Regions from separate parts of the Sus scrofa genome. Here all the other regions are linked to region 1. Evidence: chromatin contacts called from public Hi-C and HiChIP or PLAC-seq data. All regions are on one chromosome and are shown on one strand. The core of a region is the stretch at or near the end of the contact, and the rest is flanking DNA. Distances in the headings are between cores, read along the strand shown.

Evidence for each region. A called contact is a pair of places that touch in the nucleus more often than the background predicts. HiChIP or PLAC-seq counts read pairs in DNA pulled down with a chosen protein or histone mark.
Region 2: a contact with region 1 is called in an H3K27ac HiChIP or PLAC-seq map of alveolar macrophages. The contact joins two enhancer-like sites. A contact is called at or near these places in 1 of 47 Hi-C or Micro-C datasets (embryonic fibroblasts) and 1 of 2 datasets of contacts at active chromatin or transcription factors (alveolar macrophages).
Region 3: a Hi-C map of liver shows a contact between it and region 1, with 7 times the contacts expected there. The contact joins two enhancer-like sites. A contact is called at or near these places in 4 of 47 Hi-C or Micro-C datasets (embryonic fibroblasts, liver, skeletal muscle and 1 more) and 1 of 2 datasets of contacts at active chromatin or transcription factors (alveolar macrophages).

Annotation. Positions count from the first base shown.
Region 1 is chrX:40,404,335-40,408,388 of Sscrofa11.1, forward strand. No RefSeq gene overlaps it. Among named protein-coding and RNA genes, the nearest start is that of MIR221, 160 kb to the right of the region's middle. Within about 2 kb of position 1,602, at least 15 of the 83 cell types and tissues checked have an H3K27ac peak or open chromatin away from gene starts, as enhancers often do. A contact at or near this core is called in alveolar macrophages and liver, where this site is marked.
Region 2 is chrX:40,967,291-40,971,670 of Sscrofa11.1, forward strand. All of the region lies in intron 1 of LOC110257771 (a long non-coding RNA gene), which reads left to right. Among named protein-coding and RNA genes, the nearest start is that of ZNF674, 120 kb to the right of the region's middle. Within about 2 kb of position 1,256, at least 1 of the 83 cell types and tissues checked has an H3K27ac peak or open chromatin away from gene starts, as enhancers often do. A contact at or near this core is called in alveolar macrophages, where this site is marked.
Region 3 is chrX:41,037,281-41,041,601 of Sscrofa11.1, forward strand. No RefSeq gene overlaps it. Among named protein-coding and RNA genes, the nearest start is that of ZNF674, 51 kb to the right of the region's middle. Within about 2 kb of position 2,116, at least 4 of the 83 cell types and tissues checked have an H3K27ac peak or open chromatin away from gene starts, as enhancers often do. A contact at or near this core is called in liver, where this site is marked.

The DNA.
Region 1 (4,054 bases), core at 352-2,851:
TTTCGGGTTTGCTAATGGGCTGCTAGAAGTCAAGTTCTAGCTGGGTGAGGAGTTCAAAGGAAAGACAGAAGGCGTAAGAACAGTGGCAGGATCTGCTACAGTGGGAAGATATTTGATTGACCAGGGAGTCATCAGGGGTTAAATAAAAGATGGGATCTGCTCTCAACCAGGAACAGAATACCAGCTCATTCACCCGGACCTCCAGGGAGCACAGGATCGTCCACTCTCTGCAAGTGATCCGATACTGACAGCCAGGACTAGCCGAGGAACGTTTAGAGGAAGTGGTCTATGGGAAAAGCCATTCTTCTCCAGTAGGGATTTTGTCCTCTGTCCTCGTACACGACAGAGAACAGAAATACGGACTTGGTTATATTAGTTTAGATCCTCTTAGAACCACCTTCCCCGTGTAGTCCGTCACTGCTTTGAAAGCCCACTGACCAACGACCTCCAGGAACACACTAGCCATCATTGAGCTCCTTGCAGCAAATGAGAACGTGTACCAGGGACGCCCAGAATGCCTTGGAAAGGGGGAGCAGTCAGGGACCCTCTGGCTGGACTTGAGTTTACTCCAAGAGAAATTGGGGAAGCAGCGCTCATTCTCAAGAGCAGGGGCCATTCAATGTTTTGGCATCTCCACAGATTTCACATAGGACAAACAAGGCTGGGATTGTCACTGGTAAAGGAATGGCAGTCACTTGTTTTAATCAGAGGAGGAGGATGTTTCATCATTCGTGTGTGTGTGTGTGTGTGCGCGCGTGTGTGATTACTGAGTGGCTTTATTTTTATCGTGTTCCCAATATGATCTTGGAGTGACCTTGTCGCAGCACTGTTATACTAATTGAGACCTGGCTGCCAGCAGGACCGTTTCTCACTTTCTCTGCTTGTCAGCAGGCTGTATTTCATTTTCTCGATGGCACACCCTTTCTTTCTCACAAAAGTGAAAAGAAACAGCCCTACCAAGTCTGGTCCTGCAGCAGCCAGACAAATTCTAAGGAGCATCCTCAACCCTTATACCACCTGGGGTAGGTCACTGAACCCCCCTGGGAATTTCCTTCAGAATTAACACCAAGAAAAATGATTCCACTTGAGAAATGTCAGTCTTTCTTCATCATCATAGTAAGGTCTAGGCAATCCATCCTGCTTTTTTTTTTTTTTTTTTTCCCCTTCTGGCTTTTAGGATGCTCAGAGCCAAATAGGAAACTCCTTCAGACCCTGACCTTTGTTTTGAGCATATTTGCATTCCCTTGTCTCTGTAATCTGAAATTTCTATTTTACTATGTTTTTCCTGTTCTTGTAGGCTTCTTCAGATAAAGGTGGGGAAGAAATGAATAAGCTTCCCTCTGAACCATGTTGCACAGCTTGAAGCCAACCCAAAATTAGATCTTGCTTTGGTTCCCAGTTCTTTTATGGATGTAATCCGTCTCTTATCATTTAAGGGGAGAGCATCTATCTTTTCCTTCTTCCATTTCTTTCCTTCCCATAATACAGTATACTGAAATGTGAAATAAATAGATGTTATCTGGAAACCCTTTGTCTTTGCTGGGATTCCTGCCTGCAGACAGCAGAGGTCGCCATGGAGCTGTGCATGACGGAGCGCGCAGCCCTGTAAACCTATAGCCCAGTGGGTCTGAATTGACACGAGGCTTAACCATTCGATTCAGACGTGGATTCTTTTTGTTCCGGTCATTCAACAGACAGCACTTTGCCGTGGTTTCCTTCAGTGTCATTTTGGTAATATAATTGTTTAGAGGAGAAAAGGTGGCTTCTGTATACCAAAAAAATAAAAATAAAAAAATAAAAAAAAAGTCCATTTAAAGCACTAAGGAACTCTGAAAAAAAAATGGTTACAAAATGTGTTTACTTAAATATTGTGAAATGAGGATGGAAATTCGCAGCACAGGGTATTTGTCATCTGCTCATGACTAGCAGATGGCCGCCTCCTCCTCCTCCTCCTCCTTTGCGATCCGCATGACTCACATCTTACAGGGTGTGCAAATTGAAATTTCGAAACTCTCCAGAGTCGAGGTGGCAGTGCCATAACTCGATGCGGGAGAAGTGTGCCAGCCAGCTGACTTTGCCAGCCAGCCTGCTGCCAAAGACTTCACAAAATGTCTCTCTCATTGGAAAGAAAAGCCTTCGGATGTCTCCCTGCACGTGTTTGATGCATTTCTGAAAGCGTACAAGGTATGCTGCAGGCTGCGGGGGAGCACGTTGTGTGTGAAAGGGAGCAGGTAGTCCTGCCAGCCCAGAGCTGGGTAGTCATCTGCTCCTACTGCAGTGACTCATGCAAGAGGGACTCACCTGTTTTTTGGCTTGTCCGCCCTAGAGTGGTGGCAAGTCTGCCTCCAGCCCCCCGACAGAACAAAGCCTGAGCTATTACCGCAGGCTCCAATAAATGGGTGATTAAATAGTGTCTAGAGAGATACGAGTCTTCTAAGTTCAACGTTTTTCTTTTTGTCTTGTGTCATTAAGAGGGGCTCGGATCTGCTCTGCTTAACCAAAAAAAAAAAAAAAAGAGGCTGTATTTTAAGCAATCACATTTGCTGAAAATAGAGTCCTGCCAGCCAGTGGACTAACACCTACATTGACTTTAGCTGCAGGTCCCACTTTCCTTCCTGCAGTCGTGAGTTTCCAAAGATACCTCCCCGCCCTCCCGCAAATGAACTGCACCTCCCGGCATTCACATCGTTGTGTGGTCCCTTCTGAAGTCAAAAGAAGCCTTGCAGCTTCTCCTTGAGTCTCTTGGAACATTCACTCTGGGAGAAGACAGCTGCCATGTAAGAAGTGTGACTACTTGAGTCTGCTATGCTTTCAGGAAGCTCTAGCTGTCACCTGAAGAGGCTGGATGGAGAGAGAAATGCCTGGTCAGCCCCAGGCTGCTTCAGGCATCCCTGCTGACTGGCCAGATGCGTGACCAAAGAAGCCATCGTGGACATTCAGCTGAGGAGAGCCTTCAGATGGCTCCATCTGTCTGACTACCACCCCCTGAGAGAACCCAACATCACCTCCCTGAGCTTGGTCAACCTGTGGGACCATGAGAGATAATTATATACATATGTTTTGTCTTTTTAGGGCTGCACCCATAGCATATGGAAGTTCCCAGGCTAGGGGTCAAATAGGAGCTGCATCTGTGCCCTACACCACAGCTCAAGGCAACGCTGGATCCTTAACCCACTAAGCGAGGCCAGGATCAAAACTGTGTCCTCATGGATACCACGCGGGTTCCTTACCACTGAGCCACAATGGGAACTCAAAAATTTTTAAGTTTGTTTGTTACACAGCAGTAGATAGGCCAAACATTCTTCATATGCAGAGGAGTTGAAGACATGGGGAAGGGGGCAGAGAGGGGGAGGCGGAGAGAGAAGGATGGAGAGAGAAAGAGGGAGAGAGAGGAAGAGAGGGGGAGAGAAAGAGAGAGAGAAAAAGAGAGAGAGAGAGAGAAATTGGTCAGGTAACTGAGTAGGTAGCTGCAGACACTCTGAAGAAAGCCTGACCCTCCAATATTGTCTAAGGGAACTTAGACACCAAGTGAAATCAGGAGCATTCAAATGAAGACAGACCCAGAATGCCCTTGGGGGCGGCATCAGATGGGACATTCTCCACAGAGCTCGGAAGTCAGACAGAACCTGGAAGACACTGAATACAACGGTAGAATGGTCAGCCCCGGGGCCCCATTCTTTGTTCGTTATTGAGCACGTAGACCCCTGAAACGTGTAGAGTAACTGGAAGATGGACCCCCCCAAAAGGTCCTGACAAGGTATTTCGAGTAGGACGCTATCAAAGGAGATTAAAGGCTCTAGGTCAGGAGAGCCTGGGCGCCCAACGGCTAAGGAATGGCAGCAGATGAAGACATCAGGGCCAGAGAGAGAGGCCTAGCTTCGTTATGTGCAGCTTTGGGTGAGAGCCAATGAGGGAGGAGGAAGAAGGCGGACAGAGAGCAATAGAGTCAAGCGGAAGAGACAGACTCAGGATGGAGACCCAGCAGGATTTTTAGGTGAAACGCTTTCCAGTCAACCACAAGCACTGCAGTTGAAGCGGGCAGATTTTGATGTAG
Region 2 (4,380 bases), core at 6-2,505, 560 kb after region 1:
TATCTCTCAGGCCTTACCAATGGCCAACACTTACATCGCTTTGCCTGAGTCCTTCTTCTGTAGCCCGCCTGCCCTGCTTATCAGCAGGCTTCTCAGGTGCAGTCCTCAGCCAGCGACTGACAGGAATAAGTGTGGATAACTCCAATGTCCATGTCCTGTATCAACTTCTAGAGTTGCCCGGTACAAGGAAGCCCCAGTTAACCACAGCAGTACCTGGCTTGATAAGGCATCATTTAGTGGCTCTCTTCTTAGCTGTCTCACTTCCCCACTCCTTTATTAGTGTCTCTTAGGATTAGCTCCCCCCAAAACTACTTGCACGCAAATCCTTGTCTTAGAGTCTACTCCTCGGGGGAACCTATTCCAGGATGCCTCCTTGTGTCCCCATCTTTCCTTGTAGACACAAAGGGCAAACATCTCCTCAGAGGCCCGCATCCCCCAGGCAAAATCAACACGTACCAGTAGATATCTGAGGAACTACTAGTCCACCAGTTCCTTTAGACATACCCAAGCTCTGAATCCTTGCCCCCACCCCCCACCCCCACCACCCCACTCCGTGTAGGAACCCACTTTTCAGCATTCCTGGTAGGAAGCCTCTTTTTTTGAGCACCTCCCCAGGGAGTAGTATATGCCTTTCATTCTAAATCTCTCTTCGTGTATGAGCCACTTTCACTCTAGAGTTCTCGGTCACTGAGCCCTAATTTGCCCACCATAGCTTCCATCCAGTTATCAAGATTCTATCCGTAAGACCCATTAAAAATAGGTCTCGTTTTTCTTGCGTATAACAATCCCTCAAATTATCGAGAACACCTGATATTTTTCCCCTACTCTCTTCTGTTAGCTCGCCACTAGCCCAGTTGAACTTACCCTTCCACAGGTGAAGTGGCTTCTAAACCTTTCACCATGTTACATTCCTTCTCTAAATACAGTATCATTTATCCGCACAATTTAAAACACGGCACTGAGAACAGAATACTGTTTACAAATAACTCAGAGGAGGATGGGATCATTACCTCCTTTGTTCTGGGATAAATTCATGCATCCTAAGACTGTACTCATATTATAAAAAATGATGTTATACGATTGACTCATTCTGACCTTCTTGGCAGCTGAAAACCTGAGTGTTTTATTGAATTTCCATTAAACCTGGTTTCCCTTATATGCCTATGTGGGGAAAATGGAGTAACTCAGGCTATTTCCTCCTAGCCACCACATTGTTCCAGTGAGGAATGACTAAGCAAATGTTATATAAGAATGACTATGCATGTGCATGCGCAGTAGAATATGATGACAGCTACCCCTTATGCAAATAGCCAGCTTTGTGTATGCTAGTATAAAAGGCAGACAGGACTTTCACCACTGCTGCTTGTGAAACCAATAAAGGGATGTCTGATCTACCCACGGTGCCTCGGCTCTTCTTTAGGTTGCTGGAAATCTAGGGGTGAACCTGCCTGGTCTCAAGTGACTGCATTATAGCCCATATGCTTGATTTTGGAATCTATGTGGAATATTTTTTATATACTTCTGTAAATTGCCCCTTTTTTGTTTCAGCTCATTTTTCCAAGCCGTCAAAATATCTTTCAATTCTGATTTCTCATCAGCATGATAACTTGCTCTGACTGACTCATTCCCATGCTCCCCTACTCCCATCCCTGGAACTTCACACTCTGTCTTCAGGCTCTGGCTCTTAGAACCTGCTCACATATTCCTATAAGCCATTACTCCTAGCTCTTGACTCTTCTCAAGTCATGACAGCCCATTTCTGGGCCAGGGCACCAATCTCTAAAGCTCCTTCCATCTCTGATCTTTTATCGATGTTAGATACCAGCAGATATTCGGAATTATTGCCTTTGATAAGGTGCATGTAAGTGTAAAGAGCCGCTAGAGCCCCTTTTGGGATCCCAGAGGACAATCAGTGTTTTATAAATGGCATCAAAGCAGTATACTGGGGAATTACAGCATCTTTAAGAAGATTCACAACAAGGTTTTTGCAGCCCTTTTGGATTCTCTTCTCTGTGCTGCAGGTATGAAACCAAAAGTGGCTCTCAGAGTTCCCACTGTGGCTCATTGGGTTAGGAATCCAACTAGTATCCATGAGGATGCAGGTTCAATCCCTGGCCTTGCTCAGTGGGTTAAAGATCTGGCATTGCCACGAGCTGTGGTATAGGTCAAAGACACGGCTCGGGTCTGGAGTTGCTGTGGCTATGGCGTAGGCCGGCAGCTGCAGCTCAGATTCCATTCTCTGGCCCAGGAACTTCCATATGCCGAAGGTGTGGCCTTAAAAAGCAAAAAAAAAAAAAAAGTGGCTCTCATAGGCCTGTGGACCAGTTCTAAGGCACTAGGGGCATCACCACCTGACACTATCAAAACTAACTCAGTAAGAAGGGCCCAGAGTTCACTAAGGTTGTTGGGGCATAACTAATAATATCAATACCTTGCAATTGTTCTTTATTGAATTAAAAGGCATGTCAATAAGAGAGGTGAAAGGGTGAGGTAGGGAAATGTGACATGCTTGGGGAAAAAAATCCTATTTCAATGCCACCTTTTCTTTTTTCTTTCTTTCTTTTTTTTTTTTTTTTTTTGCTTTTTAGGGTTGTACCTGCAGCATATGCAAGTTCCCAGGCTTAGGGTTGAATCGGAGCTGTAGCTGCCAGCCTACGCCACAATACTAGTTAAAGGCTGCGTCTGCAACCTGCACCGTAGCTCATGGCAACGCTGTGGATTGCCAACTCGCTGAGCAAAGCCAGGGATTGAACCCGCATCCTCATGGATACTAGTCAGATTCACTTCCACTGTGCCACAGCAGGAATTCTGCAGTGTCACCTTTTCTGATTATTTTTCTCCATTTTTTTTCTGAAAAAAAATTCAATGTTTATTACTGTTTTACAAATTTTCATATTCCCTATGCTATTGATGCAAGTTATTCTTAAAAGTATTTATAACAAATGATGGACCAAAAGGGCTAAAAATAATAAAAATTAAGCAAATACCTTCAATCCAAAGTCACCACACAATGGTACTTTATACCTACATAGCACTTTACCTTTTTCAAAGCACTTTTGCATGCACTGAAAACTCACAACAACCCTATAAAATTGCCACTATTATCTCTGCTTCAAAACGAGATTTGATAAGGTCAACAGTCCTGCCCAAGTTCATAAAAGTAGAATTGAGAATTGAACTGTTATATTCCAAGCAGTATTCTTTTTTAAAAAAAATTTTTATTGAATTATAGTTGATTTACAATGTTGTATTAACTTCTGGTGTACAGCAAAGCAATTCAGAATATATATGTATTCTCTTTTTTTTTTTTTTTTTTTGCTTTTTAGGGCCGCACATGAGGCATGTGGAAGTTCCCAGTCTAGGGGTCCAAATGGAGCTACAGCTGCCAGCCTCCACCACAGCCACAGCAACTCAAGATCTGAGATGCATCTGCTAACTACACCACAGCTCCTGGCAATGCCAGATCCTTAACCCACTGCGTGAGGCCAGGGATTGAACCTGCAACCTCGTGGTTCCTAGTCAGATTCATTTCTGCTGTGCCATGATGAGAACTCCTATATATATATATATATATATCTTCTTTATCATAATTTTTCCCTTATGGTTTATGACAGAATATTGAATATAGGGGAGTTCCCGTCGTGGCGCAGTGGTTAACGAATCCGACTAAGAACCATGAGGTTGCGGGTTCGGTCCCTGCCCTTGCTCAGTGGGTTAACGATCTGGCGTTGCCGTGAGCTGTGGTGTAGGTTGCAGACGCAGCTCGGATCCCGCGTTGCTGTGGCTCTGGCGTAGGCCGGTGGCTACAGCTCCGATTGGACCCCTGGCCTGGGAACCTCCATATGCCGCAGGAGCGGCCCAAGAAATAGCAACAATAACAACAACAACAAAAAGACAAAAGACAAAAAAAAAAAAAAAAAGAATATTGAATATAGTTTCCCATGCTATACAGGAGGACCTTATTGTTTATCCATTCTATATAGAACAGTTTGCATCTGTTAATCCCAAACTCCCAGTCCATCCCTCCCTCATGCCCTCTCCCCCTTGACAACCACAAGTCTGTTCTCTATGTCTGTGAGTCTGTTTCTATTCTGTATATAGGTTCATTTGTACCATATTTTAGATTTCACATGTAATTGCTATCATATGGTATATGTCTTTCTTTTTCTGATTTACCTCACTTAGTATAATAATCTCTAGGTCCATTCATGTTGCTGCAAATGGCATTGTTTCATTTTTATGGCTGAGTAGTATTCCGTGTGTGTGTGTGTGTGTGTGTGTGTCTTTATCCATCTTCTTTATCCATTCATCTGTTGATGGACATGTAAATCGCCTCCAAGTCTTGGCTTTTGTAGTGCTGCCAAGTATTATTCCTCGACC
Region 3 (4,321 bases), core at 866-3,365, 630 kb after region 1:
ACAGGAAAAAATGCCGACAAGAGTCCTGGAAAGACTATTTCTTAGACCCTGCTTCCTCCACTCAGGAGGTTTATGATCACCTCTGAGTTATGAAGTGACTCGTGATACTTGTCTTGAACAAAAGTGGAGACCGACCACACTGAATTTCATCTGAACCCTGTGCTCCTAGAAAGCAGTGAAAGTTTAGAAATTTCCCGTGCTGGATTCCCGTTGTGGCGCAGCAGAAATGAATCCGACTAATAACCATGAGGTTGCAGGCTCCATCCCTGCTCTCGGCTCATTGGGTTGGGGATCCAGCGTTGCCGAGAGCTGTGGTGTATGTAGGTCGCAGATGCGGCTCGGATGCCTCGTTGCTGTGGCTGTGGCGTAGGCTGCAGCTATAGCTCTGATTCGACCCTTAGCCTGGGAACCTCCACGTGCCTCGGGTTCAGCCCTAAAAAGCAAAAAAGAAAAAGAAATTCCCCATGCCTTTCCAGGGAAGCATAACTGCAAAGGACCAGCTGCCCTTGGTATTCAGAGATGGCTCCATTCCTCATGGCTCCTCCTGGCTCCCATAAGACGCCCTGTCCTGCCTGCCCCACGGCTCCCCTGTTACTTCCCTGTATGAAACGTCGGGCATTCTCTTTCTTCTCTGAAATGTTCCTAATTAATGAACATTTTCCCTACTGCAGTAGCTTGGATAAAATCATCTCCTTAATTGTCCAGTGCATTTTATCTTTGACGGTATTTTCAAAATTTTTATAATCAGCATTTATTATTGTAGGACAGGAAAGAGAGAACTTTTTTCCTCTACCCTCCTAGATCCTTCAGTAGGGGTCCTGCAGATTAGACTGATACAGGATGGATTAATAAGAGGTAATAAACAGTTTCTTAACATGTGCATTATGCATGTACACAGGGATACTCGGTGATGAGTAACTCGAAGAAGTGGTTGGGACTTAGGCTAACAGAAGAATGATGCTTTTTTTTTTTTTTTTTTTTGGCCATGCCTAACAGCGTGTAAAAGTTCCCCGGGCTAGGGGTCAAACCCACACCACAGTAGTAACCCAAGCCACAGCAGTGACAATGCCAGATCCTTAACTGCTAGGCCACCAGGGAACTCCAAGGGCAATGCATTTTAGAGAAGTGACAAGACAAAGGAGAAGGACTTTGAGTTTTAGGGGGGCAGCAAATCGTGGGAAGGCAAATACACGGGGAAGCTAATAGAAAATAAGGACTAGTTAGTAAAGTTTGTATTGTAGATTCATCTCTCTGGGTTGATCAGAGTCTGGAGTTGTCTCCAGAGATTAATAATCTTCCGGCTCTTCCTGGTAGAGGAGAAGGCAGAGTTTTTCTTGTGTCTGCTTCTTCTCAGTTGCCTTCAGCTCAAAATAACCTTTGTGCCAGAGTAGCATATTCTGAATGCCTTCATTAGTCTTATATTTTAAAAAACAACTTGCAAAAAAAGTTCATGTTAAATTTTTCATTCAAAAAGTGTTTTGGTTTTCTGTGATCATGTGATGATTTTTCCAGTGGAAGAAAAGGGGCAAATGGTTTTTGAGCTTTGCATCACAGGTCCTTTGCATACATTTGTGTGTGTGTGTGTGTGTGTGAGATAGCTCTAGATATGAATATATGAGACCGACGTGCTACCTACTGTGCTAACGAGGCACCTTGTGGTCGTGAATGTTATGATCTCTGTTCTGCTGATGACGACACGGCCTCACGGACATGATGCCTTTTGTGCTGGACATCAACTGAGTTGGCACTCAGTACTCTTTGTACCTCCTTCTATGCCTTGCCTGGTTTTTTCAGGGGTTAGAAATCTGGGAACCACATTTCCCAGATTTCCTTGCCAACAGGATTCTGGATTCATTTCAGGTTCCCCTAATGAAATGGATATGCGCAAAAAGGGGAAGGTGAAGAAAAGGCACCAGCAGGTAGACCTAGATGTGTCAACAGAGATGAATTTTTTTCATTGGCCCTCCAGGTGTTTCTCTGCTAATCACCCTCCCTGGCACTGGTGGCAGCTGTGACCACTGGTGGCCGTCTCCTGCAATTCCTTTCCTGAACAGCTGAAGCAACTTCCTGAGTCTCTGAAAGCAAGCAGTGGATCTGAGAGCTAACAGTGGCTTTTCCGGACTTTGGCCCCTCCAGCCCTTGGCAACAGTCATGCAAGTACTAAGTCTCTGTGTTATCACCCGTATTGATTGAAATGCTGAGAGTCATTTCTATTTCGTGGTCCTAATCCTGGCTGATACAGGGGTGCCTGCTGTTACAGACCCTGAAAGCACAGAGCTAACCTTTGGATCCAGCACCGTTTGACTCCCTAGACCCGATTCCTTGTCTACTCCCTCCCTGGTTTGCCAGCAGCAGCACCTGCATCGCAAATCCTCCATCCTAGAAGGTCCTCCTTCATGGAGGCTGACTCGGTGGAGTTTTGAGAGCAGAGAGGAAAGGAGGCTTGAATAGGATGAGTCCTCCAGTACAACCTCCCGGGAGGGAAAAACACACGACATAGTTGTTGGACCCATGAGAGAAATGTCCAAAGGACATGATATGAGGTAGGTATTTATTCTATACAATATGAAACAAAAAAGTTTCTTCAAGATGACCCCACAGTGGAGCCAGTAGCTCGTCTAAATAACCCGAGTCCGCCTCGCACCCTCCCCCACCCTCCTGGAGGGCCCGCAGCATCTGGGGGGAAGGAGAGGGCTCCAAGCCAGACTTTGGTCCGTCTGCCCTTTGACCCCGTCGACAGGAAAAGAAGAACATAACGTAAAAGCTGTGAGTCCAGCGTATTCAGTGTCTTACTGAGGACCACAGCCTGGGACCCAGCCCCTCATAGAGCTCCGAGAAACTGTCCCGATGAGGTAAGGGGGGAGGTTCATATATATGTGATTTTGGCGGAGGGGATCTGTGCGACCAAGCACTCCTCTCGGTAGAAGGTTGCTGCCAGTCACGAGGAACGAATACCATAGTTAATGGTTTTGGTGCCTTTCTAAGTATGGCAAGATGCAAGAATTGGGGTTCATAAAGGCATTTCTCCTGAAAATATCTAATCCTCTGAAGGCCTGTTCTGCCAGTGTTCCCAGAGCCCAGCGTGCCTCGTTCCTAATCTCCACTTTGAACTCTCCAAGGGCATGTTAAAGGTCAGCAACTTGAGTAGCAAATGACTCAATCTTTGTAGGGCCAGATGGCCAGTGACATTCTTTAGTTGGCAACACCAGCCCACCACTTCTGACATCCTCCTCTTTTTGTTCCTGAGTTCCCAGCCCACCCACTCTGGGTGTCAATCTCATTCATCTCTGTTAACTGATCAGAATCGAACGTGTGGGAGTTCCCGTCATGGTGCAATGGAAATGAATCCCATTAGGAACCATGAGGTTGCAGGTTCGATCCGTGGCCTCGCTCAGTGGGTTAAGGATTCCTCAATGCTGGGAGCTGTGCTGTAGGTCGCAGACGAGGCTTGGATCCCCCTTTGCTGTAGCTGTGGTGTAGGCCAGCAGCTGTAGCTCTGATTGGACCCCCAGCCTGGGAACCTCCATACGCCGAAGGTGCAACCCTAAAAAAAAAAAAGATTTGAAGTGTGACAGGTTTCCAGAATATCTGAATTCCAATAAGGGATACCCAAGCAAAGCCTTCTCCAGCCCTGTCCCTCTCTCTAGAGAACATGAAGGGAAGAGGATTTGGCAGACCACTTTAGATAAATCTCCAAACCCTGATTTGGCTCACATCCACAAAGCCTGACACACACACTATTCCCATGGCATAGGCGTCTACCCTTTCATTAGAAACCCTCAGAGAAAGTTTCTCTGCCATCAGGTTCTAGTTTCAAACAGTTTAAACATAAAACACTTGGAGTTATACTAAGCTGTTACTAAACTAAGACATATAACAATTTCCTAAATATAAAACTATAAGGTTGTTGATCTCTCTGTCCCTAGAAATGCGTGAGGACTGGTTGACATTCTTATTTTCTTAAATGCCTTGAGGACTGGTGTCAGAGTGCAGAGTTCCCGTTGTGGCTCAGGGGAAACAAATCTGACTAGCATCCATGAGGATACAGATTCAATCCCTGGCCTCGCTCAGTGGGTTAAGGATCCGGCATTGCCGTGAGCTGCGGTGTAGGTCGCAGACTCGGCTCGGATCTGGTGTTGCTGTGGCTGTGGTGTAGGCCAGTGGCTACAGCTCCGATTCAATCCTTAGCCTGGGAACCGTGGGTTCGGCCATGGGTGCGGCCCTAAAAAAGACAAAAGACAAAAGAAAAGAAAAGAGTACTTTAACTACTACCCTCTTCTCCAGCTTCTCCACAGATCAAGTAGATTTCCTCGGACTGCTG